7 separate regions of the Mus musculus genome follow, and regions 2, 3, 4, 5, 6 and 7 are each linked to region 1. Evidence: chromatin contacts called from public ChIA-PET, HiChIP or PLAC-seq and promoter capture Hi-C data. All regions are on one chromosome and are shown on one strand. The core of a region is the stretch at or near the end of the contact, and the rest is flanking DNA. Distances in the headings are between cores, read along the strand shown.

The links. Promoter capture Hi-C pulls out the DNA fragments that hold promoters and counts their contacts. ChIA-PET counts read pairs in DNA pulled down with a chosen protein or histone mark. HiChIP or PLAC-seq counts read pairs in DNA pulled down with a chosen protein or histone mark. Capture Hi-C pulls out chosen DNA fragments and counts their contacts.
Region 2: a promoter capture Hi-C map of liver shows a contact between it and region 1, with 2.5 times the contacts expected there. The contact joins the enhancer-like site here to the promoter of Caml in region 1. A contact is called at or near these places in 3 of 39 promoter capture datasets (the C10 cell line, hippocampal neurons and liver), 1 of 484 Hi-C or Micro-C datasets (bone marrow-derived macrophages), 2 of 115 datasets of contacts at active chromatin or transcription factors (bone marrow-derived macrophages and embryonic stem cells) and 2 of 9 other capture datasets (adipose tissue and pancreatic islet).
Region 3: a promoter capture Hi-C map of liver shows a contact between it and region 1, with 2.8 times the contacts expected there. The contact joins the promoter of Cdhr2 here to the promoter of Caml in region 1. A contact is called at or near these places in 3 of 39 promoter capture datasets (the C10 cell line, liver and pre-B cells), 3 of 484 Hi-C or Micro-C datasets (B cells, CD8 T cells and muscle stem cells), 6 of 115 datasets of contacts at active chromatin or transcription factors (astrocytes, bone marrow-derived dendritic cells, embryonic stem cells and 3 more) and 1 of 9 other capture datasets (liver).
Region 4: a contact with region 1 is called in an RNA polymerase II ChIA-PET map of memory CD8 T cells, with 9 read pairs. The contact joins the promoter of Hk3 here to the promoter of Caml in region 1. A contact is called at or near these places in 1 of 39 promoter capture datasets (liver) and 1 of 115 datasets of contacts at active chromatin or transcription factors (memory CD8 T cells).
Region 5: an H3K4me3 HiChIP or PLAC-seq map of the 230-238 cell line shows a contact between it and region 1, with 11 read pairs. The contact joins the promoter of Tifab here to the promoter of Caml in region 1. A contact is called at or near these places in 2 of 115 datasets of contacts at active chromatin or transcription factors (the 230-238 cell line and embryonic hindbrain).
Region 6: an H3K4me3 HiChIP or PLAC-seq map of bone marrow-derived macrophages shows a contact between it and region 1, with 4 times the contacts expected there. The contact joins the enhancer-like site here to the promoter of Caml in region 1. A contact is called at or near these places in 2 of 39 promoter capture datasets (cranial neural crest and stem cell-derived epiblast-like cells) and 2 of 115 datasets of contacts at active chromatin or transcription factors (bone marrow-derived macrophages and embryonic hindbrain).
Region 7: a promoter capture Hi-C map of liver shows a contact between it and region 1, with 2.7 times the contacts expected there. The contact joins the promoter of Zfp346 here to the promoter of Caml in region 1. A contact is called at or near these places in 5 of 39 promoter capture datasets (erythroid cells, liver, pre-B cells and 1 more), 3 of 484 Hi-C or Micro-C datasets (CD4 T cells, the G1E-ER4 cell line and muscle stem cells), 4 of 115 datasets of contacts at active chromatin or transcription factors (astrocytes, effector CD8 T cells, large pre-B cells and 1 more) and 2 of 9 other capture datasets (adipose tissue and liver).

Annotation. Positions count from the first base shown.
Region 1 is chr13:55,620,958-55,624,825 of GRCm38.p6, forward strand. It overlaps Caml (calcium modulating ligand), which reads left to right and starts at 2,048. Exons shown (of 4, transcript NM_007596.2): 1 at 2,048-2,299; 2 at 3,754-3,868. The coding sequence starts at 2,134.
Region 2 is chr13:54,663,038-54,666,905 of GRCm38.p6, forward strand. It overlaps Faf2 (Fas associated factor family member 2), which reads left to right. Exons shown (of 11, transcript NM_178397.3): 11 at 1-1,026. Among named protein-coding and RNA genes, the nearest start is that of Rnf44, 23 kb to the right of the region's middle. Within about 2 kb of position 1,739, at least 6 of the 459 cell types and tissues checked have an H3K27ac peak or open chromatin away from gene starts, as enhancers often do. A contact at or near this core is called in liver, where this site is marked.
Region 3 is chr13:54,699,373-54,703,240 of GRCm38.p6, forward strand. Cdhr2 (cadherin-related family member 2) reads left to right here and starts at 2,091. Exons shown (of 32, transcript NM_001033364.3): 1 at 2,091-2,197.
Region 4 is chr13:55,019,746-55,023,613 of GRCm38.p6, forward strand. Hk3 (hexokinase 3) reads right to left here and starts at 1,640. Exons shown (of 19, transcript NM_001033245.4): 1 at 1,401-1,640.
Region 5 is chr13:56,176,771-56,180,638 of GRCm38.p6, forward strand. Tifab (TRAF-interacting protein with forkhead-associated domain, family member B) reads right to left here and starts at 2,115. Exons shown (of 3, transcript NM_001168615.1): 1 at 1,777-2,115; 2 at 135-362. It overlaps Gm31657 (a long non-coding RNA gene), which reads left to right. Exons shown (of 8, transcript XR_382472.1): 3 at 3,284-3,469.
Region 6 is chr13:56,149,876-56,153,743 of GRCm38.p6, forward strand. No RefSeq gene overlaps it. Among named protein-coding and RNA genes, the nearest start is that of Gm31657, 15 kb to the right of the region's middle. Within about 2 kb of position 1,661, at least 99 of the 459 cell types and tissues checked have an H3K27ac peak or open chromatin away from gene starts, as enhancers often do. A contact at or near this core is called in bone marrow-derived macrophages, where this site is marked.
Region 7 is chr13:55,103,090-55,106,957 of GRCm38.p6, forward strand. Zfp346 (zinc finger protein 346) reads left to right here and starts at 2,220. Exons shown (of 7, transcript NM_012017.2): 1 at 2,220-2,429. The coding sequence starts at 2,255.

The DNA of each region.
Region 1 (3,868 bases), core at 798-3,297:
ATGTATGTATGTATGCATGTGTAAACTCATATTTAAGGAATGGTATTGAGAAGGATAAAGAGTGTAGCCTTGTTGGGAGTGTGTCACTCAGAGATGGGGTTTGAAATTTCAATAACTCACAGCAGGCTGAGTCTCTTTCTCTTTCTCATGGCTTGCAGATCAGGATATAAGGTCAGTTACTGTTTCAGAACCTTGTGTTATACTGTACTTTCCAACATGATGATCACGGACTGATAACCCTCCAAAACTCCAAGCAAGCCCTAAGTAAAAGCTTTCTTTTATAAGAGTTGCCTTGGTCATGGTGTCTCTTCACAGCAATAGAAAAGTGACTAAGACAGCAACATTGGCCATTTAGGTGTTTGTAAAGCTGGTGGACATACCCATGCACCAGTTACTCTCTGTCCAAACAGAAGGAATGACGTAAGAGGAGAGACAGCTGTGCACCGGAAGTCAGGATAAAGTGAGGCAGACAGCAGTTTTTTGTTTCCTTCCTTCCTTCCTTCCTTCCTTCCTTCCTTCCTTCCTTCCTTCCTTCCTTCCTCCCTCCCTCCCTCCCTCCCTCCCTTCTTTCTTTCTTTCTTTCTTTCTTTCTTTCTTTCTTCTTTCTTGAGACAGGGTCTCAGTGTGTAGCTCTGGCTGTACTGATTGTGTAGACGAAGCTATCATCAAACCCACAGAGAATCACCTGCCTCTTTCTCCTCATTGCTTAGATTAAAGGCATGCACCATCATACCAGGCTAATTACCACTAGTTGATAATCTGTTGGTGTAGAACAAAATTCTGGAGCCACTTGTCTACTGATGGAATGCATCAATTGCATCTTGAGCTTCCATTTCGTACTGGGTGGGTGTGTTTCATTGCTTGGTTGCCCATCAAATGGGAACCTGATCTGCCTTGCTGACAAACACTGCCGCATATGATGGCTTTCATTAGTTTATTGCCTCTAACCTTAATATGATCACTGTGCTCAGGCCTGACCCCTTCCTTGGGTTTTTCATGGGCTATGGTGAGCTCTGGGGTGTCTCCTCAGCTGCTGCTTCACCAAAGACGTACCAGGTCTGATCTGAAAAGCCCAACAGCTGGCACACGCCATGTCAAATGGGCGGCTTCGCAGGGAATGAAACAGTTAATTTTAACTGCTCAAGCTTGCACTTCCCGAAATACTAAATCTGGCTAGTATTGAACGGTTTTAACTCTTCGCATTCCTTCAGCACGCCACCACTTGAGCTGGGGAGAGAACTCAGAATGAACAAGCTGGTTCAGACTGCAGGATCCTTTGTAATATATAATAATACCGCCGAGCGGTGGTGGCGCACGCCTTTAATTCCAGTACTCGGGAGGCAGAGGCAGGCGGATTTCTGAGTTCGAGGCCAGCCTGGTCTACAGAGTGAGTTCCAGGACAGCCAGGGCTATACAGAGAAACTCTGTCTCGAAAAACAAAAACAAACGAAGAGTATACAACCGAGCCCAGGCCCGTTGTCTGTTCCTAACGTGAGCTCTCTGGCTACCGAGGCAAGGCTGTTAGGTGTAGCCAGAGTCCGCAGTGTGACTCCCGGATTAGTAAGAAGGAGAGAGAGCTCTTTCTGCAGCTCCATAGAGAAGTGGACGGCCTGGGACTGGATAGTGGATTGAGGCTCCTTCGTTTGTTGTCCAGACATTTTCAGTAAAGAACTAGGATCACCACAGCCACCAAATCCCAGGGCCACGCTCCCGGAGAGCGTCGCACCCGCAATTACGTATCCAAGGAGCAGAGACGCGTTGGCTGGTAAAAAGCTCCCGCCGCTGCAACCTCCATTTTGCTTCCTGGCAGAGAATAAAATGGACCTGCTCCTCACTGTCATTTCACTCATCAGGAGGGCATCCGTCTCTTCATCTTCGAGAGCAGCTGTGAGGTAACCTGGTGGCGAGAAACCTGAGCACTGCGAGCCAACTTAGGAAGAGGGAACCCTTGAACTGGGCTTGCCCTCACTGAACATGGCGGCAGAGCCTGGCGCAGCCGATTAGCGCATGCTCACGCTTCAGTTCCCGCCCCTTAGAGGGCGGGATTACAGTGGGAGTGGGAGCGAACTCTGCGGCCCTGCCATAAGTCATCCTTGCCTTTACCGTCAGCCTGATCTAGACCGTAGAGAAAGCATGGAGCCGGTGCCTGCGGCCACGGACGGCGGGGAAAGACCCGCGACGCCGTCGGGCCTGTCGGCTTCTCAGCGGCGAGCGGAGCTGCGGAGGAGAAAGCTGCTCATGAACTCCGAGCAACGCATCAACCGGATCATGGGCTTTCACAGGCCCGGGAGCGGCTCGGGTGAGAGCTTCGGTTTCCCGTCTCCCGCCCACCTCTTTGAGTCTTCAAGCTCCTTCTGCCCACTCCAGCTCGTAAACATTTTGTCCCCAAAATGCATTCTGACCGAACTCTGTCACCGCTCCCTAGGTGACGACCCATATTATATTGTCGCTTAACCCCAGGACGCTCCTTGTTGCTTCCTATTTTCTTGGATCCTTGCCCGGAGGTCGTCTCCACCCTGGCTACAAAGCCTTCGTTCCTGAGTCTCTGTGTACGGTTATCTGAGACAACCCCTATGTTCCTGATTACTCGCCTTTCTTGAAGGCTGTGCATTTTATCCCCAGACCTCCCAGGGAGATTTTCCTATAAGCTCCAGATGCCTTTATTCCCAGTTACTCCCCATGACATAGCTTTTGCCTTTTGCTTCGTAACTCTCGTCCACCACATCAGTCATTACTCAACTGTTGGCTGGTCCGTCCGTTGTGGATTAGAGACCCTATTTCCCTATCTTGGTGGCTATGCTCATTGCTTTCAAAATTATCACCTGTCACACAGGTCCTCCCGAAAGATGTGATGTCCCTGCAGAGATTTCCTTTCATTACCATACATACATCACGTTTCAATAACTGCATTTGCCCTAAGAAAATTCATCTTTCATGCAACCTTGTGTCCAGGACACTGTTTTCTTGTGGACACAATTGAATTCTACTATGCTTGGCCTCTCTAAGTTTCGATTTGGGTGTTTCCTTTAGTAATTGGCTTTTTAGTTGCTCTTTGTGAGCTTGGTAGAACTCAAGAATTTCTCTGAGGCGTTAGAGATATAGTTCTGAACTTCTAGACAATATAAATGAGAGATATGGCTACCACTTTCAAAATCATCTGAAACAGTACAGAAAATATTTTTTTTGTAGTGATCATTCTGAAGATATTCTTAAAGTGTTGGTGTTTGTCTTTCTCAAGTCCCTTTCTTATTCTGTTCTTTTGCTTGAAAAATTTTATCATTTTTAGAGTTCTCTCTTTAAAAGCTAGAACAGCATCCTAAAAGTGCCTGCTCATAGCTGCCCGGGAACAGCAACAGTGGGTACAGGCGGCGCCACACCCTGTGCTCACAGTTAGAAATGCAACTGTAAAATAGAAACCTTGAAAGACTTCAATGATTTTGTATTTTTATCAGTATTAGCTAGTGAAAGAAACTGAGGCACACCTCTTGAGTATTTTGTCTGTGAAAGAGCTATTCTTTATTCCTTGGGACATCCCGTGCTAACTTTGGTAGTTTCTGTCCTCATTGTTTGAACTCCCCTCTGCCAGAGTGCTAGTTTTGCGGCGTTGTATTTTGAAGGTGAAGACGAAGGAGCTGGCTTTGTTTTCTGCATCAGTATTTGTCTGGATTCAGAGACCAAGTTCTAGCAGCAGTGGGAGTGTTTAAGGTGTTTGTGAATATGTAATACACAAGGCTTTATTTTTTCCCCCCTCAGAAGAAGAAAATCAAACAAAATCAAAGCCACAGGACAGTGACAAACTGAACTCCCTCAGCATCCCTTCAGTTTCAAAGAGGGTAGTGCTTGGTGATTCAGTCGATGGAGGAGGAGC
Region 2 (3,868 bases), core at 489-2,988, 960 kb before region 1:
TTGATGTCCTGGAGGCTTGTGCTGAAATACCTACCCAGCTCTCCTCATCTGCCCCTCCCTTAGTTTTGAGAGAGGTTCTGATGGCCCAAAGTGGCCTCAAACTCTCCACACCCAAGACTGGCCTTGAACTCCCCTCCTGCTCCTGGTTCCTGTAGTGGGCATGTGGGTATGCACCACTGCATAGGCTTGCCAGTAGCTGTGAAACACTTCAGTTTTCTTGCTGTACCTAGGTCTGCTGTCTGGGTGCCATTTCTCTCCCTGGGTGAACTGTGGACTTCACATTTTGTCCCTGAGGCCAGTTCAGTCTGTGACTCCCAAAGACCTGTGAGCTTGAAGACACCTGTGACCATTTGCTATTGCTTAAATTGCTTCCAAAATATTCTGCCAGTTGTTCCAAAGTCAAGTCATGGACAATGGAAGGATTTATTTCCAGTTCTGCCCCTCATTCCCCTCTGAAGTGGCCTCAGCTGAATGACCATGGGGGTGACCAAGCAACCATACCTGAGTAAGTTTTACAGCCTCAGTCTGGTCTTTTCTTCCTCTGCAGAATCGTCTGTGGCAGATAGGTTTTGTGGGGGGTTTTGTTTTTGTTCTGTTTTTCTCCTTGCTTGCTTCCACTATGACAGAAGAGAAGGCAAGATTCCTGTTTCTTTTAAAACTTAAAATAGAAAAAAATTAACTAGAATTTCCAACTGATGAGTTATTATGAAAATTGCTAATGGTGCCAAGGCCAAGGAAAGAATGTCGGGAGGTGACTGAGAAGGAGCAGTAGCCCCCAGAGCACATAATCAGAGGGGTCGCCTGGCGCTGAGCAGGGACTGCCACCTTACAGCTGGTTGGCTTCTCTGTTTGTCTCGGGGAGAACGCAGCAACAAAACATGCATCCACAAGAGATGCAGTGCCCCTCCTGTACTGCACCTGAGTAGTTAATAATTTCCTGAAGAAATCTAGTGTACTTTAAATTTTTTCATAAAGGTTTACATTGTATTGTAGGTTAACATTAAACGTTTTATAACAAAAAAATTATAAAACCAGCTGTGGGTCTTTCTGTCTGGAAGCTTTCCCATGTGGAGGGAAGGGTGAAAGCCAGTGTGGAAAAGCATCGGTCCAGTGATTTAACCAGACCTTCCACACACAGCCTGGATCCTGTGAGAAGCAGTTACCTAGCTGGTGTGTGGAGGAAGAGGGGCCTGCTGGGGATCAGGTTTCGGCTGTCCTGTATCCGCTTTGGTTCAGTCAAATTGAGTTGCTCCAGTTGTAAATGAAGCTAACCTTCCTGCCTCTTAGAAGTTTGAAGAGTAAATGAAATCATTGACTGTGTATGGAACACCCAGCAGACACACCACATGTGTGCACCCTGACCCACAGGTGCAGACTCGACAGGAGCATTGTCATGGAAGAGTAGCGGTCCGTTCCTGTGTCCGAGCTTCAGCCCTTGTCTTCCCTGCCCTTTCCTGGTACAGAGAACTCATTCAGAGAAATCCATGGCTCCTTGTCACCTTCACCCCACTCTGCTGCATCTCCAAGGGAGTGGGAGGGAGGTGCCACTTTCCTTAACCCTTATGTGTATGGTTTTTATAGCTGCATTCACATCTGCCTCACCTGTGTGCACACCTCTGTCTCAAAAGTACATGGGAAATATAAATGAATAACATCTGCCCAGAACGGCTGCAAGACTAGTCACCTGAGGTCAGAAGTATAAAAATGGATATTTCACAATTTATTGAACACTTATCTGTAAAACTTGTGGTAATAACAGAGACAAGGACAACTTAAGCTGATGATGCCAGACCCAAGGCTCAGCAGTGATCCTGGCCATGTGATCTCTATTTTCTAGATTTCAGCTGACAGATCTCTCTCTGGATGGTAACTTGCCACGTAGACCAGGCTGGCCTTGAACTCAGATCAGCAGATCAGTAAGTAATGGTGTTAAAGGCATTTGCCACTTTGTCTGGCCTGGCTGTAATTTTTTTTTTTTTTTTTTTTTTTTTTTTTTGGCTTTTTGGCTTTTTGGTTTTTTGAGACAGGGTTTCTCTGTGTAGCCCTGACTGTCCTGGAACTCTGTAAGACCAGGCTGCCTCGAACTCAGAAATCCACCTGCCTCTGCCTCCTGAGTGCTGCGATTAAAGGTGTGGTGCTCCACCACACCGGGCTCGTGGCTGTAACATTTTACCTTAACGGAATGGGGATCGCTGTGAACACAGGTGTTTGCTAAGCACACGTGGTTGTGTTTGCAGAAATGTGTCATTGTTCAGTGAATGTTTGCCTGAGTGGGTTGGAGTCTTCAGTAACAGAAGACTGGCCCAGTATTGTGGGTGAGTCTGAGACCTCTCCCCAGAACTGTCAAAACAACAAAACTTAATCCAGGTATGAATAAAGGGTTAGGGGAAAGTGTGGGCTTTGCTTATTGGCAGATAATGCCTGGCCTCTGACTTACCTAATTTGCAGTACTTTTGGAACGCCTGTGTGCTTTGAAAAAAAAAAAAAAGACACATACCCATCTATTTTGAGAATAAAGGGGCCAAAGGACAACATGAAGGCACCATTTCTTGTCTTCATGTGGACCCCAGGGTTTGAACTCTGATCGTCGGGGTTGGCAGCTAGCACCTCTACCTGCTGAGCCACGCCCCTGAACCTCCAGTGCTATTTACTCCTGCGAGAGCCCGCTCCCTGTACCTCAGCCACCATGCTTGGTGTGTCTTCACAACCCTAGTACTTCTCTGTGTCCCTCTTGCTAACTCTCAGAATGACACCCTGAAACCCCTAGGTTTCTCCCCTTTAAGTTGAGACTTCCTTTCCCTGTAAGATCAGCCCTGTTCAGTGGAACGCTAGGCATGTCAGTAGTACCAGCTCCTCCGGCGGAGGCAGGAAGGTTAAGCCCACCTGGCCTACAAGAAACAAAGTCAGTAGAAGCCACTTGGTGTCCTGTGACTTGTCACCAGGAAGCAGGATCTCTTCTCTGGCAGTCTGATGGGTGACCCTGAAGTTGAGTGTTGAGGCACATGCCACCCACCTGGACTACGTTGTCCCTGTCTGACTGCTGCCAGCCATTCTCCAGATACCGACAGCCCATATACTCACCAGATGACTCCCATGTCTGCAATGTGGGTTCCCTAAAACTTTGTTGTTACTGTTTTCTTTTGAAGATTTTAAGATCTTGTGTGTGTGTGTGTGTGTGCCTGCATGTCTGTGTGCACCACTTCTGTGCCTGATGTCCTCAGAGACTAGAAGAGGGTAGTGGATGCCCTGGAACTAGACTTGCAAATAGTTATAAACTGTGGATCCAGTTATCCAGTGTATAAAACCATGTGGATGAGTGCTGAGGTGTCTCCTGGGTCCTCTGCTAAAGCAACCTGTGCTCTTAAATGCCGATCCATCGATCTATCACTTCAGCCCTGTAACCGTTTCTCCTTTTTTGTTATGTCAGGAATTAAACCCAAGCAGGCATCATAGACCTTGGGGGGTGGGGTTGTTTTGTTTTGAGACAAAATCTATTAAATAGCCCTGGCTGTCCTAGGACTCACTATGTAGATCAGTCTGGCCTCACACAGAGATCCTCCTGCCTCAGTCTCCCAAGTAACTGAGATTGAAGGCATGTGCCACCACCATGCATGACCAGTATGGGTGTTTTTTTTTTTTTTTTTTTTCTTTTTTTGGCTTTTTTGAGTCAGGGTTTCTCTCTGTAGCCCTGGCTGTCCTGAAACTTACTCTGTAGACCAAGTTGGTCTTGATCTAGAAATCTGCCTCCCAAGTGCTGGGATTAAAGGTGTGTGCCACCACTGCCCGGCGTAATTTTTTTTTTATTAAATTTTTTTTAATGTATAATGATTGCACGAAGGAGCCTGTGGATATCAGAAGAGGACACCAG
Region 3 (3,868 bases), core at 841-3,340, 920 kb before region 1:
TATCCAGCATCCGTGAGACACAATGTAAAGCACACAGTAGGTTGAAGTGGAAACTTTTGGTTTCTTTGGAAAGTCAGTCATGTCAAATAATGTTCTGCCGGGGCACACAGATGAAAGGCTGTTCTGCTAAAGCAGACACATGAAAGGACGCATGATGTTTAGAAAGATGATAAATATGACTCCACAGACACTGGGAGCTCGAGCATTGACTGGTTCCACCTCACTCGCTAGTCTTCGCTGACGACCTTCATGTATTGGTTGGCCTTACATTGTGTTGGTGAGCTTTGCTTGTGGTGGAAAGAAACTCGTCTAAGAACTCCTGAGGTTTCTTGTGGCTTCTTGCAGCTTCAGCAAGCTCCAGCCCGTTGGTGAGACTCCCAGTTTCTTTTGATTCGTGTGTGATGTCTGTTGAGTGGACTGGACTGCAGCTGCTGATTGGGGTTTGGTGTTTCCTCGTGGACTGAACTAAGGAGAAAGAAGATTGGAAGATCCCAAAGAACTGTTTCTAAACAGGCCCACTTCCAGGGGCTGGAGAGATGGCTCAGCGGTTAAGAGCATTGACTGCTCTTCCAGAGGCCATGAGTTCAATTCCCAGTAACCACATGGTGGCTCACAACCATCTATAATGGGATCTGATGCCCTCTTCTGGTGTGTCTGAAGACAGCTACAGTGTATTCATATACATAAAATAAAAAAATAAATCTAAAACAAAAAAAGGTCCACTTCCCCATATCCTTTTTTTTGTTTGTTTTTTGTTTTTTGAGACAGGGTTTCTCTGTGTAGCCCTGGCTGTCCTGGAACTCACTCTGTAGACCAGGCAGGCTGGCCTTGAACTCAGAAATCCACCTGCCTCTGCCTCCCGAGTGCTGGGATTAAAGGCATGTGCTAACATGCCCACTCACTTCCCCATATTCTAATAAACTTTCCTACTACCTCTGGTGGGTGGTGGGCTAGAGGGGAGGTTGAACCCTTATGGAAGTAGGTTGTGAAAAATACATGCCCACACTAGGTGCTCAGCAAATACAGATTCTCCTCCTTCCTCAGAGACGTGAGGCCAGCCTTCAATGGGACCTTGCAGAACCATGAGCTCTTTGGGTAGATTGGTGCTTCCTGAGAACCCGCAGCAGCACACCAGGATTGCACAGGGATGCCTCGGTCTCCAGAGCGAACAGCAGCCACTCAGCCAGGAAGGGGCGCACGGCTGGTGAGCTGCAGCATGGGCCTCCTTCCTACTATGAGGTAAGATGAAATGAACTTGGGGACCTGTTCCCCCGAGGGAGGCCACCACTGGGAGTGTGTGGAGCCCCTGGGGCAGTGTGTGATCCTGCCCTTTGATTTTGTTTGTTTGTTTGTTTGTTTGTTTGTTTGTTTTGTTTTCATTTGTTTTTTGAGACGGGGTTTCTCTGTCTAGCCCTGGCTGCCCTGGGACTAGCTCTGTAGACCAGGTTGGCCTCAACTCAGATATCTCCCTGCCTCTACTTCCCAAGTCCTGGGATCAAAGGCACCACTGCCTGGCTTGTTTTTGTTTCTTTGAGATAACATCTTATTATGTCTGGTTTAAAACTGGTTATAGAGACCAGCTAGGCCTGGTACTCACAGGGATCCACCTGCCTCTGTCTTCTGAGTGCTGGGATTAAGGACATATGCCACTATGCCCAGTGTTGGCCCTGCCCTTTGATGTCCTGCTTAGAGGGGACAAATACAGGGCTGAAAAGGCCTTGTTGGAACTGCAGGGTGGGTACCCCTTCATGCCGGCCTCGGGGCTTGGCCTGAGGGCTCAAGGGCTTGATAGCTGTCAAGTCTCTTCATCCCAAGAGATCTCCCCACACCGCTTTCTCTACAGGTCCCCACTGAAGATGAGCCAGGAGAGGACAGAAGGTCCTGACATGACCTCTGACTGTCACCACCTCTTGCTTGCAGTGAGACCCTGGGCTGGGCATTTGCCCCTTCTCTGTCACTGGGCCTGCCTATTCCTCCAGGGTTTTGCCTGCTCTGGTCACAGCCAGTGCCTTCTGAGGAGGTGTGGTCTCTGCATGGTTAATGATTGCTCAGAAGAGGTGGAGATGGTGCCAAAGTCTGCGCTGTGTTCTGCCGGCCCCAGACGGCGCCCACCTGTGACTGGTGTACATCACTGCCTCTGGGCCCCTTCCAGGGGCTGTCCAGATCAGCTGCTTCTGGGGGGGCTCTTAGCCCGAGGGTAAGCCTGGGTGGGGGGCTGTCCTTGGGATTGAGGCAAACTTTGAGTTCTTTCAGACTCAGTTTCCTGGCATCTGGAGTATGGAGGGAACACCAAGGGGAAGAGCTAGCTGTGGCGTTAGCTACTTGTCATGGGGAGGGCGGGAATTGATGAAGCTACCCGTGAAGCCTGTTTCTTCTAGAATGTAGGGTAAGATCTCCTCTCTAGGCAGTGGCAACCTCCTGTTTGCCTTCCTAAGTCCCTGAGAAGTGAATTGGCTACCTCATCTGTTACCTAAAAGGAGAAGATGAGGAAGATGGCTGAATCTGTCCCGGAGCCTGAGGAGGAAAGGCTGGCTCCACTCCGCCAGGCTCAGATCTTCATTCAGCTCCATGCAGACTTTGAGTGAGCTGCTGACTGCTTTTGGGCCTCAGTCTTTGCGTCTGTGGAGTGGGCACAGTACTAGTAGCCCCTGGAGGGCTCGTGAATCAGATATGGCAGGGTACGGAGGCTGTCCCTCTCAGACTCAGAGATCAAACGCTAGGTCACCTCAGGGAGGACTAACGATGCTGGTCCCAACCCTAACTTAGTCCTTGTCCTGGTCACAGGGTAAAGACTCAGCCAGGCCAGCTTGTGTCTTCAAACAGGACTTACATGCTGACTGGTCCCAGGTAGCATATCAGAGAATAATGACATTCCCCTGACCAGCCTAGGCCATAGCCTGCTCTCACCTCATTCCTCAGAGGAAAACCAAAGCTGAGGACAAGGGAGGCTCGCCCAGTGCTGGACAGACAGTATGTGAAATGCTAAAATCCTAACTTGGGGCCTGATCCATACCCGTCTCTCAGAGGAAGCAGCCAGGAGGGCGGGCACCATCTCTGGCTACAGGAAGCCCGGTATCCCTGGAAACTTAAAGGTCCCTGGGTCCGTATCTTGGGGAGCTGGATCACTTGGCTGGGCTGGTGGAATTAGGAGAGACCTTTGTTAGGCTCAGCAGAATGGTACCTGGGTCTAGCCTTGCCTGCAGCTGGTGATTGACCTTCTATCTTTGTTGTTGACTGTCCCTCTGATCTGATCTCTGTTTTCTTAGGGCAATGGAGAGTAACTGTGAGGTAGCTGCTTCCTTCCTGTGAGGCAGCTGTGGGAAGGAAGCAGAAGCGAAAGGAAGGGCTCAGGGAGCTGTGGAGGCTGAGGCAGGGTGGGGTGGCTGTGGGGTTAGCGAGCCCGCCCGTGGCTGAGCCTTTAGCAGGGGAGGGCTCCCTTCCTCTGTAGCCTTCCAAGATGTCCTGGGGTCTTCACATCCAGTCGACTGAATTGTAGAGTCTTTGGTTTCCTGGAGTCTTGTCGAACTGCGGCCAATGTGTCCGCTGAGACAAGAGAGAGGAAACCCCTGCTGTGTCAGGCCTGGCAGAGCATGACCTGGGTCTGGGGGTCCGTAGAGTGATCTGGAGCCCCTATGCTCCTGACTTTTCCTCAGACACTTTATAGGTGAATAGCTGTGCAGTTTTGTTTTTAACTGACACAAAGTAATTGAACATATTGATAGAGTCCAGCAGACCATCTCCACATTCCAGGGTGTGTCCTTCACAGCTACCATGCTCTCTGTGGTAGAGAGCCTCCTGTCCAGCCCCAAACCAGTGGGCTGGGAGCCTGGGAGCAAGGACCTGGGATTTCTAGGTTCTAGATCTGTTC
Region 4 (3,868 bases), core at 390-2,889, 600 kb before region 1:
CTGGGTCTTCATCAGTAAGTAACTCTTCTCCTCTGCCTTTAAATACATAGGACGGTTTCCAAGCCTCCAAGGACAACTTTCTGCCTTCCTCTACACTCAGTCCATTTCACCATTAAAACTCGTGTGTCGGAGCTTCCAAGTCAGGCACTGACCTAATCCAAATGCCAATCCTAGCAGTCTGTTAGATCACACCATGGCAGTGTAGCGGTCCCTTGAACACAACAAAGGCAGATTCCTTTCTCCACTAGCCTTCCACAAATCTGCCCTCAACTTGGCCAGAAGCATCAAGAGTTTTGCTTAGAAGGGAACAGTCACTTAGCCCCTAGCTGGGGCTCTGAGAAAGAACTTTAATGCCTGTCCTCTCTTTCTTGTCCCCACAACTACTGACTATTCCAGGAGTCTCCTGATATTTCTGCTTCCGCAGGTTGAATCTAGCCCGGCTCACGCTGTCATGGCTCCTCCCACAGATGGAGCCAAACTCTGTGGTACTACTGCAGGATCCTCATTTGCCCTCACCCCAAGCTTCCTCTTGCTACTCCTTGAGCTTCTGAACTCCACACATGCTGACTCCCTGTCATCTGCTTTTTAGTTTTCACTTAAGTTGGTCCCCATTTCTGAAGGGCTAGCCTCATAACCTTGTGATGTCTGAGTCACCTCTGCACTTCAATTCCGGGACAGGGTTGGGCAAATTTAGACCTGGTGCTCGTGCCTGTAAACATAGCACTTGGTTGACTGAGGCAGGAGTATCAGGAGTTTGAGGACAACCTGGGCCACATAGTGAGACCCTGTCTCAAAAGGAGGCAGTAGATTTGGTAAAGCAAGAAATTTGTTTCTGACAACTCTCCCCTAAATTATATGTGTGTGTGTGTGTGTGTGTGTGTGTGTGTGTGTGTGTATCACCACTTAGTTTCCAATCTGTCAGAAGAGAACATACATTCCAGTAGTCTGTTAAAGGATAAAATAAGGTAACTGACGCAACTATCTTCGTTCAAGGCCCAGCTAACACAATCATTCACATACTTACCTGCTCGCACACTCAACATTTACTCCGCACGTGCCAGACGATGAGGTTTCCTGCAAGGAACCCTAGGATTTAAACTCTAGGTTCATACATTTGGACCTCTCTCTTCTTCCAGTGAGGGGCATGTCTCCATTCCACTGTCACCAGAAACAAGTCGAAAGTCTACACATGTTTGAATTAAGAGCTTCTTGACTTTTCTCATCTGAATCAGACATGGTTCCAAAGTGCTGCTTTTGAATGGTATTCTAGAGACCGGTCCTGAGGCTGGGCACCACCGTCACCAGTGAGAACTCATAGCACAGTCTTGCTAACCTCCATTAGCCATAGGATAAGCCGAGGGCTTGAGACGAGGCCTGCAGGAATTAGAGGAAGTGCTTACCTGGGAGATTCAGAAGTTGATCACCTTCCTCGGGGGCTCAGCTCTTCTCCCAAATATGACCACAGTGATACTGGACTAAACTCAAAAGTGAAAACTCTGGGTCAGCTCCCCAAGCTCCACCTTCCTCTGTAGCCACTTAACCGAAATCTGCTAATTCAGGAAAGGGCACTTCCCTACAAATCTGCTCTCAACGGAGCCCAGAATGGGCAGGGCCATGGTACAAACAAGCCAGATGACCACAGGAAGTTGAAGGCCCAACGAGGTTAAGAACTCCAAAATATTCTCTCAGCAGCGCTAGGAGCGCTGTTCGTGTTATACACAAAGTTTTCAAGTGCCAAGTTCCTTGGAAAGAAGCGGAGACCAGCCTAGAAATTTGTGGTTGAACTAGGCAACGTGTCAAAATGTAGTAAGCAGAACTGTGTAAGAAGCAATGTAGGAGCCTAAGAGGAAGGGCCATCATGACTGCAGGAGAGTGGGCAGGGCAAGTTGGTGAAGTCCTTTCACAAAGAAGAGAGCATGTATGCAGTCAAGAGTCGTGCGTGCGTGTGTGTGTGTGTGTGTGTGTGTGTGATAGAATCAGGTATAGCTCTCAGGACCTAATGAGAATGCCCGTAGTTGAGATACATGGCGGAAGAAGTAACTGCCAGGCCGAGAAGTCTAAAGAGTCCGTAAGGCAAGATGGGGCAAGAGGTTTGCCTGGGGGTCTTCTCTTGTGGAAGATAGAGTTCTTAAGCTTCTGTGGAGCTACTCTACTGGCCACTACACTGCTTTTCCACTTAACTGTTTTCCTGAAATACAGTCTTGGGGAACTAAGCATGTGTGTGTGTGTGTGTGTGTGTGTGTGTGTGTGTGTGTGTGTGTTCAGCTACCCCCAATATATCAACTAAAGAAATGAATAATAATGAAAAGCAGTGTGTGTTTGGAAGAGGGACAGATAAAGGGGTCCAGTGACCTCCAGGACTCTCTGCAGGGTACTTAGAAGAGCTTTATGCTCAAACAGTGAAGGAGTGGGGCAGAGTCAAGAGATACACATAAGTTAGCAGTATTGATCCAGGTGTGCTTCCACCCCCTCACTCTCAGCTCTTATCCTGCAAGGTAGTCTGACAAGCTCTTCTGTCATCCAAAGGAGGCCAGTCTGGATACCACACTTGTCATTTGAGAGGAAAGTGCTATCCTGCGAGACTTTGCTGGTCCCAGAATACAAAATGACTGAGGTTTAGGACGTGACCTAACTTTGTGCCTTCAGCCTTGAAGGAAGAGATGGGTCAGAGAGACAGGCACTCCCTGAGTAATTAGCATGTCCATGCAGAGCAAGCTGTAGTCAGACACAATGCCTAACAAAAGCAGCTTCTAAGTGCCTGTTAGAACTCAGGCAAATTGGTGGGCACAAGACTGCTATTTAGCAGTCATGCTATTATTCAGTTAGTGAAGGCCTCCACAGGACACAGGCGAGCAGAGGTGGCTCCTGTAGCAGCTTTGATGTGATCTGACCTATAAACACGGCAAATACAGCCCTACCTGCAGTTTCCTGGATACCAAGCAGACATACAAGCTTTGAGAGACAGAGAAGTCAAGAATGATGTAGGGGAAGGCAAACTGACCGTGCTCTACAACACAGCACCATGCTTAGTCTGAGGCTCCAGTGCCTTAACTCCATTTAGTCGGGGGAGATTATGGAACTGAAAGCGAAAGCCAAGCTATGATTCACGACAGCGGCAGACTCTAGTCAGCATGAGGGTATGCTCCTGGAAGTTATTTCATGACTCTTTGTCCGTGATTCTCAAAGTCCCGTTTTCATTTCACCAGGAAGTGGGTTGTCCTGGCTGTAGTTGTCACAGTGCCAGAGAGCTTCTAAGTCAAGGCCAGGGTTTGACGTCTGTGAACATTTTGGTCCAGTCCTGTCTGTAACAGAGGCACAGCACTTGCCAGCGAAGGTCAAGAGGACACAGGATGGCTACTAACCAACAAAGGAGAGTCAAACCCTGACAAGGCTCCCTCAACACCTCCTAGTGCAGCCTGCAGCCACCCAGAAGGAATGTAGAATGGGGAGAGCCAAACAGCAAAACCAGGATATCACCGCTGGGCTGGAAGGCCAGGTCCTCCCTGCTATGCTCCTCTCAGCCTACAATGCCCATAGCCAGCTTCCCGATCATCTTCCATACTCTTTATGCTTTGGATAGGCCTCATGGCTCTCACAGGCACTGCCCTGCTTCCATTGAGTCTCTGTTCCTATTGATGTGTCTACAATGACCTACTGATATCCCTGGCCTCTCCATCCCTTTTGTCCATTCCCCTTTCATCTAAGTTCAGTTAGCAACAGTGGGACTCCCATATCCCAACCCTGACCCCCACAACAAGTAGGCCCCGCTCTGATCCCAGCTGGGAACCAGTCTACTGTATTTATTAAAATCACCTGTGTTTACCTTACCTACCCAACTGTGGGCTCTCATGTTTCTTCCACCTTACGA
Region 5 (3,868 bases), core at 865-3,364, 560 kb after region 1:
GGGGTGGAGGTTGACACTAAACTTGGAATTCCATCTCCCTATACTCCAACAGGACATAACTGCCCATCCTCTCCAAATTGTATTGTTTTATAACACAGGTGTGCCCTTCCTTCTCAGCAAGGAATAAAGCTTACCAGCTTACAGGGTGGCGCCTGATAGTCCACAGGCCATTTGGAGACAGTTTGTCCTTGCTTTATAGGAACAGATGAGCAGACAGGACAGGCTTTCTTGAATCTGGCAGGCATGCAACAAACAAACTCTTGCAGAGTCTTCTTCGAGCCAGGTGTCAATCCAGGTGCTGTGGAGATAGGCCTTTGCTCTTGGGAGCACCGCTCTTGAAGGGAAAGATATGGTGCCTCCAGCTAGGGGGTACATAGCAATGGAAAAGGACCCTGAGTACCCCATGGAAGTAAAAACATCGAGCACCTTCTTGGGGGTGCTTCCAGCGAGCCCAGCACTTGGTTCAGGGGCCCCAACACCAGGTTCAGGGCTTGCCTTTCCTGAACATCTGGGCCACGGTAGCTCCTGGTGGAGACAGTGGACAGAAGGAAAATCTGGCTCACTGAAGACCCTCAGGAGCACCAGTAAATCCACACAAGGTCCTACAGCTCCACCTCCAGGAACTTGTCCTTCAGTGTCCAAGGGGCATGTGGGAAGGCCCCATCCAGGGTCTGCTTGGTCCCTGCCTGGCTTTAAAGAGTAGACACGGTCATATCTACACGCCCCACACCACCTAGGATTTATTGCCACTTTTAGCAAGAACCAAGGGCCGAGTGAGGTTCCACAGTAATTATATTCTTTCTCTAGCACTTGGCTTTGGTCTGCAATATATATATATTTTCTGCTAAGAAGACATGTTCTATCTTAAACTCTGTGGGGAAAACATTGCTCATCTTTCAGGGCCTGGTTCAAATGCTTTCTTCCCTGAGGAAAGTGACCTTGTCTCTGTCCTGTGACATCAACCACAAGGACACCTGGCCAACCCCTAACTTTTCATGTTTGCATTCCCCCAACTCCCAGGCTCCCAGAGTTCCACAGGCTCTTGTCTTCCTCAAGCTCCACTTCTGTCTCCCAGGCATAGGGTATGACCCACCCTGTAGTCCCTATAGCACCAGACCACAGAAAATGTCTGGAGGCATACCTGCTAAAAAAAAAATAGGTAAGGATATACCCACATACAGAAGTCATCTCTCAGCCCAATGAAAATGGGAGCCTAGTTCTTGAAGGCTGTGGGATAGGGAGCCTGTGCTAGTTTGCCAGGCTTTTGCGCTGTTGTTTTTTGAAGGTAGTATATCAATGGGGATATAGTTGGTAGTGGGGCCTTGTCCCCCCATTCCCCCGAGGATACCCTTTCCCCAGCAGACAGATGGATACACCTCAGGCTACTGCCTTCTGACCCTGAAGACCATTTCTTCCTGAGGCAGGATTCAGGTTGAGCCCAGGATGGAGGGCTGGGCACCAGTGCCCTTGGACTTGGTGAGAGTACAGAGTTCATCCTTTACAAAGTCAGTGTCATGGCCCAATGATATTGAAAGTAAACGTGGCCCTGTGGGATCTCTCTCTGAGTGCCGAGCAGTCATGTCTGATGGAAGCAGCACTCCTGCAGAGGCAGACTTGTTTGTCTTGGATCCCAGTTGATTGGGGAGAACAGAAACCCAAACCTCTTAATAGTTACCATGGCTGCTGACAAATGGAAAGGTGCTGGCTCTGGCCAGGGTTCCTCTCCTAGCCTCACCAGCCTCCCTGGGGGTCCTGGTCCCCACGACCTTCACCTACCTTACCTCCGGGGTACACCTGGCACTAACTCTGCAGCTGTGTGATCAGGCAGGACCTGGGCTGGAGGAAGACCTGGGCAGGCAAGCGCGTCCGTGGTTCGGGCGTGCACTGTGTCAGAGAGCACGTCAGCTCTGCCGCTCTTCCTTTTTCCTCTAGGAATGAAATTGAAGTATTATTTTCTCTTGCAGAAGTGGAACCGCTTGCTTGAGTTGTGAAACGGGTGCCTCTCTAGGAGGGGCCTCCGGATGGTACGCTTTCCTGGGTCTCGGTGCTCCAGCCTCTATTATTTCAGCCTCAGAGACCACAGAGTATCAGCTTCTTCTGTCCTCTGAGGGCAGAGAGCTGCTGACAGGGAGTTCCTGGGTTATGAGGTTCCTTCCAACTGTCTGGGGTTGGTCAAGGAAGCCGTACGTAATGGAGGATCTCTAGGGAGTCTCAGAAGAGACTGAGACACAGGGGAAGGGAGCCTGTGGGCACTCATGGGAAGGAACAGGAGCATGTGGGTACTCATGGGAGGGGACAGGAGAGCATGAACACTCATGGGAAGGGACAGTAGTGCATGGGCACTCATGGGAATAGGCCTCATTTATTGCATGCAGAAGGCCACCTGCTGACTTTGTCCCATTTCTCTCCTTAAAATGACATTTAAGATACTGTACTTCTGAATTAACCTGCTTGGCATAAGACAGACCTTGGATGAGATCTCCGGAGTACAATTGCCTACCTTTTTTTTTTTTTTTTTAGTTTTTATTTATTTATTTATTTATTTATTTATTTATTTATTTATTATTGTATGTAAGAACACTGTAGCTGACTTCAGACACACCAGAAGAGGGTGTCAAATCTCATTATGGGTGGCTGTGAGCCACCATGTGGTTGCTGGGAATTGAACTCAGGACCTTCCGAAGAGCAGTTGGTGCTCTTAACCACTGAGTCATCTCTCCAGCCTCCTACCTTCTTTATTTTCTGATCCCATTGCCTTTTTTTCCCTCAGGATCCTGTCACTGAAGAGTGACTTGCTGGCCCAGCTCAATGAAACAATGATGACATCTTAAGATGGGCTTCATTGTATATATTCTATATGTATTTAAAATACATAAACACTTATGTATGTATTATTAAAGCCAATCTAGGTGGAATGGTTACATATAGTTACAGAGTTTCAAATTCCTTTCCATTGTCCAGGATGCAAGGACATAAACTGCTGCTAGACATAATAATGTAAGGACACGTGCTCTGATTTCATGTATAATCGCTAAAAGAATAATAATGTCTCTGTAATATCAAGCTAATAGATGGAGAATGGGACAAAAAGCAGTTTCAATGAAGGCTGTGTGTGCTTAGAAAGGCCAGCAGAATAAGGAGGACACATACGCAGGTGGAACAAGGATAGCCCAATCCTGGCCTACAGTTGGGTTGGGTAGAACGAGAGAGGGGACCATCATGCATTGCTTTCCCTGAGCAGAGACTCACTCATTCCAGAGGTTCTCCCGCTGTCTGCTTTCAGGAGGATTTGCTGATGTGCTGAGTCCTCCAGCACAGTGCCTTCGAGGCTCAGAGGCTGCTTGCTCTTCAGGGGAGCTCGGAGACCCAGCTATTCCCCAGTCTACCCTAGAGTCAGTGATTTCATCACTGACTCCAAAGCTCAGAGGTGACTTACCAGGGTCACATAATCAATCTCCGGCACAACCAGGTGAGGACCCCGGTGGACTGATCCCCAGTCCCCAAGGCCTGCCCATAGTGGAATTCCTTGTTTGCTGGGCCACAGAGTCCCTCTAGGCCATGCTTTGGGGATAGTCTTCTGGGTCTGGGATGAGGGGAGTTCTTACTCTGTCATCAATGATTCGGGCTAGGTGGGAATGAGCCAGGCTGCCTCTCAGAGCCACTGATGGCTGGGAACAGGGTGCTTTTAAGAGGCATTTAGCTCAATGGATGGATGGATGTGGCTTTAGAACCTCCACCTGCCCTTTCTGCACCCTTCCCCCACCACCTGTGCCCAGGTCCTCCTGGCATTGAAAGAGGAGGAGTAAAACAGGGTGACAATAGTAGCCCAAGAAGTGGCTCCAGCCCAAGGAGTAGCTCCAAGGATGTT
Region 6 (3,868 bases), core at 411-2,910, 530 kb after region 1:
AATAACTTGCTGAAAATGTAATCTGAATGACGATTCTCCTTCCTTTTTAAATTCCCGGGAAGATTTGATATTATATCAGTTGTACTAGATTCATTCTTGATATATAAACTTGACAGAAATTAACGGAGCTGTCTGGAGTTTTCCTTGGTGGAAAGATTTTGAATTACAAGATCCATTTCTTGAGTAAAGTATTATTTAAATGATCTAGTCTTAGTTTATTTAAGTTATCTTATTAAAATTATCTATTCTTAGTCAGTCTCGATACTTACTTTACCAAGAATTAATTCCTTTCAGTTGAATTTTTCAGTCACCCAAATTAAATGACTGAGATTATATGCTTTCCTGTTTTTATCTAGTGCCTCTTTTAATTTTTTTTTTCTTTTTCTTTCTGGAGATAGTGGTTCTGCAGCCCAGGCTGGCCTGAGCTAGAGTTGGTTGTGAGCAGTCATGTGGGTTCTCTGCAAGAACAGCAAGTGTTTTTAACAGCTCCCCAGCCTCCAACTCTAGGTTATTATTTGTAAAGCACATATTTGACGTTTGGCACATCAGAATTTTGGTGCTTTTTTCTGGCTTACTTCTAACACACACTAATAACAGGTGATCATAAGCACAGAAAACTGTTGAAGTTCTTTTGGGCTCAGCATATGGCTCTCCTCTGTTAAAATGTTCATATCCACTTGGCAATAATTTGAATTTTATTATCACTAGGGACATGTTTTATATATCAATTAAGCCAGGTCTATTCGTTATAGTTTTCAGATTTTCAATGTCCTGGCTGATTTCTTGTCAGGTCTGGAGTGAGATGTGTGGAAGTCTTGTATTCCAAGTCTTGATTGGTCCATCTGTCTTAATTCTGTCTGTTGTGACTGCATCTTTTGATGCATTAGATACATTTATGTATGTGTCTGCATGTGCTTACATACACATATAACATGATTTGCATATGAACACATTAAACCTATATTGTGAGCTATGGACAGGCTAGGACTGTGAATTTATTAGGAAATGAATTGTTCTACACCATTACGAAATGGTCACTTTTCTTCTTTAAAATGTATCTTAAAATCTATTTATCTAATATTAGAATTTTTACATCTCCTTTGTTTAGACTTTTAGATTGCATCTCCCCCATCCCCACCCCTAATTTTCTATGCTCCTAAAAAGATTCTGGGACAACATGGAAAGTCAAGAGTTAACTCTGTAGAGTCAACGTTCTCCAAAGGGAATTACTGGTAATTATCCCCAGCCTCCAGGCCTGAAAAAGACTGTTCAGTCTCAGCCCCTCTCTCATGTATGCTCCCACTTCTCTTCCTTGTCTCTTTTCTCCTTGTAGCTTCCTTGAGGTCATATCTCCTGATTCAGGTCTGCTTGTAAGTGTCTGTCTTGGTCTATCTTTAGGAAACCTGACCTAAAATCCTCTCTTTCTGGAGCTGTGGATATGAGACCCCAATTGAAAACCCAAGCTGCGTATTGAATACTCTTTTGGCTGGGGTGCTCATCAAAAGTTCTGCTAAGCCGCTGGGCTATACACTGAACTCGGGAGTTCCCATCTCTCTTTCATCTTGCTCTACAAATCTTCAGTTGCTCTTTGGTGCTGTTAAACAGGCTGAGCTTTTTGTAGGTATTTTTAGCAAGGGCTCGTTATGGGGGTGAGGGGAAGCAAGCTCCCATTCCAGGAAGCAGAACTCGCAGCCTTCGGTTTTACTAGGAAACCACAGAGTGATGTGGAAGAAACTGTTTTCTTGCAGGTCCGTGGCTCTGCACGACATGTGTGCTCTCTTCCCCCACCCTGACCCCGTGTTTTCATTTTCCAACAGCTACGTGTTTAGAAGTTTTGGTAGCAGGTAGCATAGTTATTACATAACCCCTGCAGCTAAATCTTCCAGCTACTGAGTTTTTATACGTGCAGAAAAACATACAGGTAGGGTAGCCCTTGGAACAACGATGGTGCGCGCGCGCGTGCGTGTGTGTGTGTGTGTGGGGGGGGGGTGTGGGGGTGTGTGTGTGTGTGTGTGTGTAAGTGGGAGCCAGGTGTCAAAGAAGCCTTCTTAGCTGTCCCCTCCCCATTTATCCAAGAACTCTCTGGCCACCGCACTGGAATACCTGCCAGAGGGGTCCCACCCTTTCTGCAGTTACTGTCTACTTCAGTTACGTGGTATCGCCCCCTGGTGGTTAAGAACGGTCAAGCCCTTTATTAAGCGGCTCCAGAATGCCGCTGGTCTAAGTGAGCTCTCTGTCTGCAATGGGAAGACAGAATTTTTAAGAGATGCAAAGACATAAGACAGGATATTCAGCTCTTAATATAACAATGAATTTCTCCCTCTGGATTCACAGCTTTGGTCACCTGAGAGCTAGACAGTGACCAGTTCTTTTGTGAATTCTTTGTTTTTGGTTTTTGTTTTGTTTTGTTTTGGTTTTTGGTTGGTTGGTTTTTGTTTTGCTTTAAAAGTCTGGGGCAGAGAGATGACTCAGTGGTTAAGAGCACTTGCTGCCTTTGAAGGAGACCTGAGTTTGGTTCCCATTGCCCACCTGACAGCTCACCACCTTCTAAAACCCCAGTTCCAGGGTATATAAAGCTGTCCTCTGGCCTTGGGGGACACCAGGCACACATATGGTGCATATGCATGAAAGACCTTCATACACATAAGAAATAAAGATAAATCTTTTTTTTAAGTCAATAGGTTGCAGGTTGAGAGGTCACTATGTTTTCTGGGAGACTTAAAATTTTGTGGGGTCTGTCTCTAAATAGACAGTGCAAGTGGGTTAGCGCATAGGATGTGTGTGCCTCATAGTGGAAGAGCTTATGTGTGATGGGGTAGGCTTTGTTGCTGTGCACCTCACACCTTACTCCTTGCTGGTCCATTTGTCTCTTTGTTTCTGGTCAGGTAACACCCCCAAATGGCTCTCCTCCAGATGGTTGCTTTGAGCCCAGGTTCTTTTCAGTCTATGGCTTTGTGCTTCTCTAGCACATAAAAGAGCTTTCCCAGGATGTTAGAGAAGGTAACTGGGGCTGTGCAAGACAGTGGTATGAGCCAGACTTGGAATTCACACTCACCACTGGTGACCTCTTTGAGCATTCTATTGGCGAGGATTCACTGTATGGCTGCACCTGCCCACAAGGGAGGCTGGGAAATGTAGTTTAACTGATCTCTCTGGAAGAAGAGATAAACTATATAGCCAGATCTCTCTCTTAGATCTCTCCCCCCCCCACTTCCAGGGAGGGACAGAGGGAGCTGGAGGGAGAGGGGGGAGGGAGGGAGAGGGGGGAGGGAGGGAGGGAGGGAGGGAGGGAGAGAGAGAGAGAGAGAGAGAGAGAGAGAGAGAGAGAGAGAGAAAGGCAATGAATGTAAGTTTCTGCCAAGGCCTCTCACCGTGTTTACTTAGGCCGAGTTGGTAGCTGTACTGGGCGTGACTGGTTTTCAGCTTCTTCATCGAAAAGGAAGAGGGTTTTCAAACACAACTGTGGTTAATTTCCTGGTCCTAGCAGACAACATGGCTTCTAAGTAAACTTAAATTAAAACCTGAGATAATATAAAAATGTAGAAATGTCGAGCCTGCGCTCTGAGAACTTTCACAGTGTCAGTCTGGTCAACACTGCTTAGCTCAAGAAATAGAGCATTATTCAGGTTCACAAGCTGCCACGGGTGCTGTGGAGGAGTTCTGGTGGTGGTGGTGTTTGTTGTTGTGGTAGTGGTGGTATATGTGTTTGTGTGTGTGACAGCCACAGAACTGTTGATCATTTGTGCTGTGGGTCTCTCTCTCTCTCTCTCTCTCAAATTTTTATCATGTTTTCCCCACCCGGACTCCTCCCAGACCCTTTCCACCTCCCTATACCCTCGGCTTTATGATTTCCCCTTTCAAAAAAACC
Region 7 (3,868 bases), core at 970-3,469, 520 kb before region 1:
GGTAGAGTCTCTCTACAGGAAGTACAGCACTCTGGTGGGCTTTGAGAGTTTAGAGCTTGCCCCACACCAGTTCTCACTCTGCTTCTGCAAGCTGTTGTGGGTTGTGACATCTAAGTGATGTCTGATCTGGGGGACCACCTGCTGCCGTGCCTCCTTCCCACTATGAACTCTCGCTCTGGAACTGTAAGCCAAAATCAATGCTTCTTTCTGTATGTCATTCTTAGTCATGGCGCCTCCTTCTTCAGTTCTTTGGATAAGAGGCCTTGTCCCTACCCATGCAACCCCAACTGCTAGTGACACTTACATCATGTAAGAGCCCCAGGGATCAAACACTGGATGTCAGGCTTGGTAGCAAGCACCTTTACAGGCTGAGCCCTAGAGCCCTTTTCTGCTGTTACGAGTCAGTTTGTGTATCTCAGATTGGCCTTGAACTCCTGACCTTCCAACTCTATGTGCCAAGCTGTGGGGTGACTGGCCTATCCCACCAGCTCAGTCAGTTGTTTCTAGTTTCTTCCTCTAAGATGTCTTTAGGAAGATAAGCACTATCACTATAGCAACCTTGGCTTCTTGGATTATTTTGAAATTACCCAACTCTGAGTGAACAGGAAAAGCAAACTAGACCCCTGGGTCAGGGGCTTCTGTCACTCCAAGGTCGCCTCAATTTTCTGCCTTTTTACAGTGCCTCAAAGTGATACCTAAAGCTAGGCATGGCAGTACACACCTTTAGTCTTAGTTTCAGCACTTGGCAGGCAGAAGCAGGTAGATCTTTATGAGTTCAAGGCCAGTTGGGTCTACATAGTAAGTCCCAGGACAGCCAGGGCTACATAGGTCCTGTCTCAAAAATATAACAACAAATAATAATAACAATAACAGTAATAATAATAATAAAACTAATATTACAGCAATATAAGACCAGCAGTGCCCTATTTTACCTCATTATCATGTAAAACAGTGTTTTGTTTTGTTTCCTACCGTGTAAAATGGACCAAGATTCCATTTTACAAGCAGCCTGTGTCTCCACCTTGAGGGTAGAAGTAAACTGTATTCCTCAGTGGACCCAAACTCCTATTTGCTCGGCACCACTCATCGGCAGAGATTGATAAACGACTTATTCCTGAGAACAGAGGATGCTACCTCATAAACTTATTGGGAATGAACTGAGAACAAGCCCAAGAACTTATCAGATACTGCAGACCAAGGAGAAGCTCTAACTCTCTCATCCAGACCCCATAAAGTGAAGATGGCTCCCAACACTAGCCTCAAATACATCATGACAATCCTCCTGCCTCAGCCTCCAGAGTGATATAATTACAGGCAGGCACCACATCCAACCTTATTATTGTCTGGGTTTTTGTTTGTTTTGTGGGTGTGTTTTGTTTCGTTGAGAGATGATCTATTATTGGAGCAGAGGTTTGTCTTGAACTCCTGGTCGTCTTGCGTCCTCCAGAGTACTTTGACCACAGCCTTAACTATCTTTTTCTCGAACAATGTCTTTTTTTTCTCAAATGTGCATTTCTCTAACCTTAGTCTCCCAAATTTTGGAATAGCAAGTATGAGCCACCGTGCTCAGCCATTAGTAAGTGCTTCTTAGACAGGGTCTCAGGTAGCCCAGGCTGGCCTCAAGCTCCTAATCTTATATCCTCCACCTCCTGTGTATTGAGATGAAGAGCTGTACCATTATGTCTGCTTTAATAAGCTAAGTAAAACATTTCTAGAATCTGGGTCTTAGGTTCTCTTCCAAAGAAATGGGAGAAATTGCCGGGCATGGTGGTGCATGCCTTTGATCCCAGCACTCGGGAGGCAGAGGCAGGAGGATTTCTGAGTTCGAGGCCAGCCTGGTCTTCAGAGTGAGTTCCAGGACAGCCAGGGCTACACAGAGAAACCCTGTCTCGAAAAACCAAAAAGAAAAAAGAAAAGAAATGGGAGATAATTTTCCACATATAGAAAAAGGAAATGACAAGTGTCCGTCAGTGGCTCACCTTGAGCAAAACTGAGAGCCCTGAGCTAAGAAGTGATCAACATGAACCGTTTTTTTCCAATTCACTGGACTCCTAAGGCGCCAGAGGAACCAAAACAAAATGAGCCTCTGGGCCCCGCCTCCTCTGGGCCCCGCCCCCTCAGGGCCCCGCCCCAGCGGGACTCTGCAGAGCCCAAACTTCGCGAGAGTTGCTGGCCGGGTCAAATCCCCGCCCACCCACTGCTCGTGGTAGCAGGCCGCATGCGCAGCTTCTTAACGGCGCGTCTTGCCGGAAAGATGGAGTGTCCTGCGCCCGATGCTACGGATGCTGCGGACCCTGGAGAAGCCGGACCGTACAAGGGCTCCGAGGAGCCGGAGGGTCGGGAACCGGACGGAGTGCGCTTTGACCGCGAGAGGGCGCGTCGCCTGTGGGAAGCTGTGTCCGGTGCGCAGCCGGCGGGGAGGGAGGAAGGTGAGTCGGGGGCTCCGGGGTTGGCGGCTGGACCGAGGCGGGATGGGATGGCCCTGCCTCCTGTCACTCCCCTGGCGCCCGCCAGCCTCTGCACGACGTTCCGGAGCTGCGAGCTCGCTCTCGCGAAGGGTGCTGGACCTAGTAACTCGTTACCCTGCGGAATTTGTCCGTCCTCCTTTCCAGGGCGTTCACTTGCGAACAGTTTCCCCCCATTCTAGGTCTTGTCCTCTTAGACAGCGACAGGACTTTCCCAGCCTGACTCGTAGGCGAGCCAGCCCCCGTCCCTGTCTGTCTTTAATTCCACAACTCCACATTGCTTCTCTTTCCTCTCAAAGCCCTATGGTTCTGACAGATCCGAATAGCTTTATTTAATTTACTTCATTATTATTACATTTATTTTGCGACGCCTCTCACTGTTCCAACTCGTGGTGGACCTCCTGCCCTCATCCTTCCTAGTGAGAGGGAGGACCAACGTGAGCTCTGGAAGGTCTTCTTGAATCCCAGCTCCTGGGCTTGATGACTGCGTCCTGGTTTGCCATGTTTCTTCCTTGGTAGACTTGGCTGGCCTTGAACTTGCATGGGTCTCCCTGCCTCAGTGTGGGCATCGCTGGCTTGCACCACTATGTCCTTCAAAACCGTATTTCTGTGTCTGTTGCCAACAGCTTTTTCCACTGAGGAGGCCCAGGAGGCGGGGAAGCTTAGGTATTCATCTTGCCTCTGACTGCTTCATCTCACACTCGATGCAGAGTTGTGGAGAACAGTGTATACTCACTCAGGGTGCACTTCTGGGCAGAACCTTACCAGATGGCTCTGTTTGAACCAAAACTGGGTGGGTAACAAGGATACTAGAGGAGTGCAGGGCGAGCTGGCCTCTTTCTCTTTTCAGAGTCCCTTCCCGAGCTAGCTACTTAATACTAACCCAAATGTACAAGAACTGTTATCTGGGTTTCTGTGCTAACCTATCAGGTCCCTGCAGAGAAGTCTTTCCCTGGTTATTTTGCTTGCTGAGCAGACTAATCTTGGGAAGTTTAATGTGTTTGTGAACTGCTTGCCCTGGATAAAATTGGGATTTTTTTTTTTTTTTACCATATTAAAGGGAGATATATTTAAATTTTTAATATGTTTTTATTTTATGTGATGAGTGTTTTGCTTGCATGTATGTGTATATGAATGACAGGTACCCAAAGATATAAGAAGAAGGTATCATATCCCCCGAAACTCGAGGTACCATTATAAGCTACCATGTGGGTGTTGAGAACTGAACCCCTGGTTCTCTACAAAAGCAGTACATGGCCTTAACCACTGAACCATCTCTCTGACCCCAAGATACGTCGAATTTAAGTGTATGCATCCCCAATCTAATACTGTTAAGTCTGGCTCCTAATAAATGTATATGCCATTTCTGAGTCTCTACTTTTGTACTTTTAAACATTTTTTTG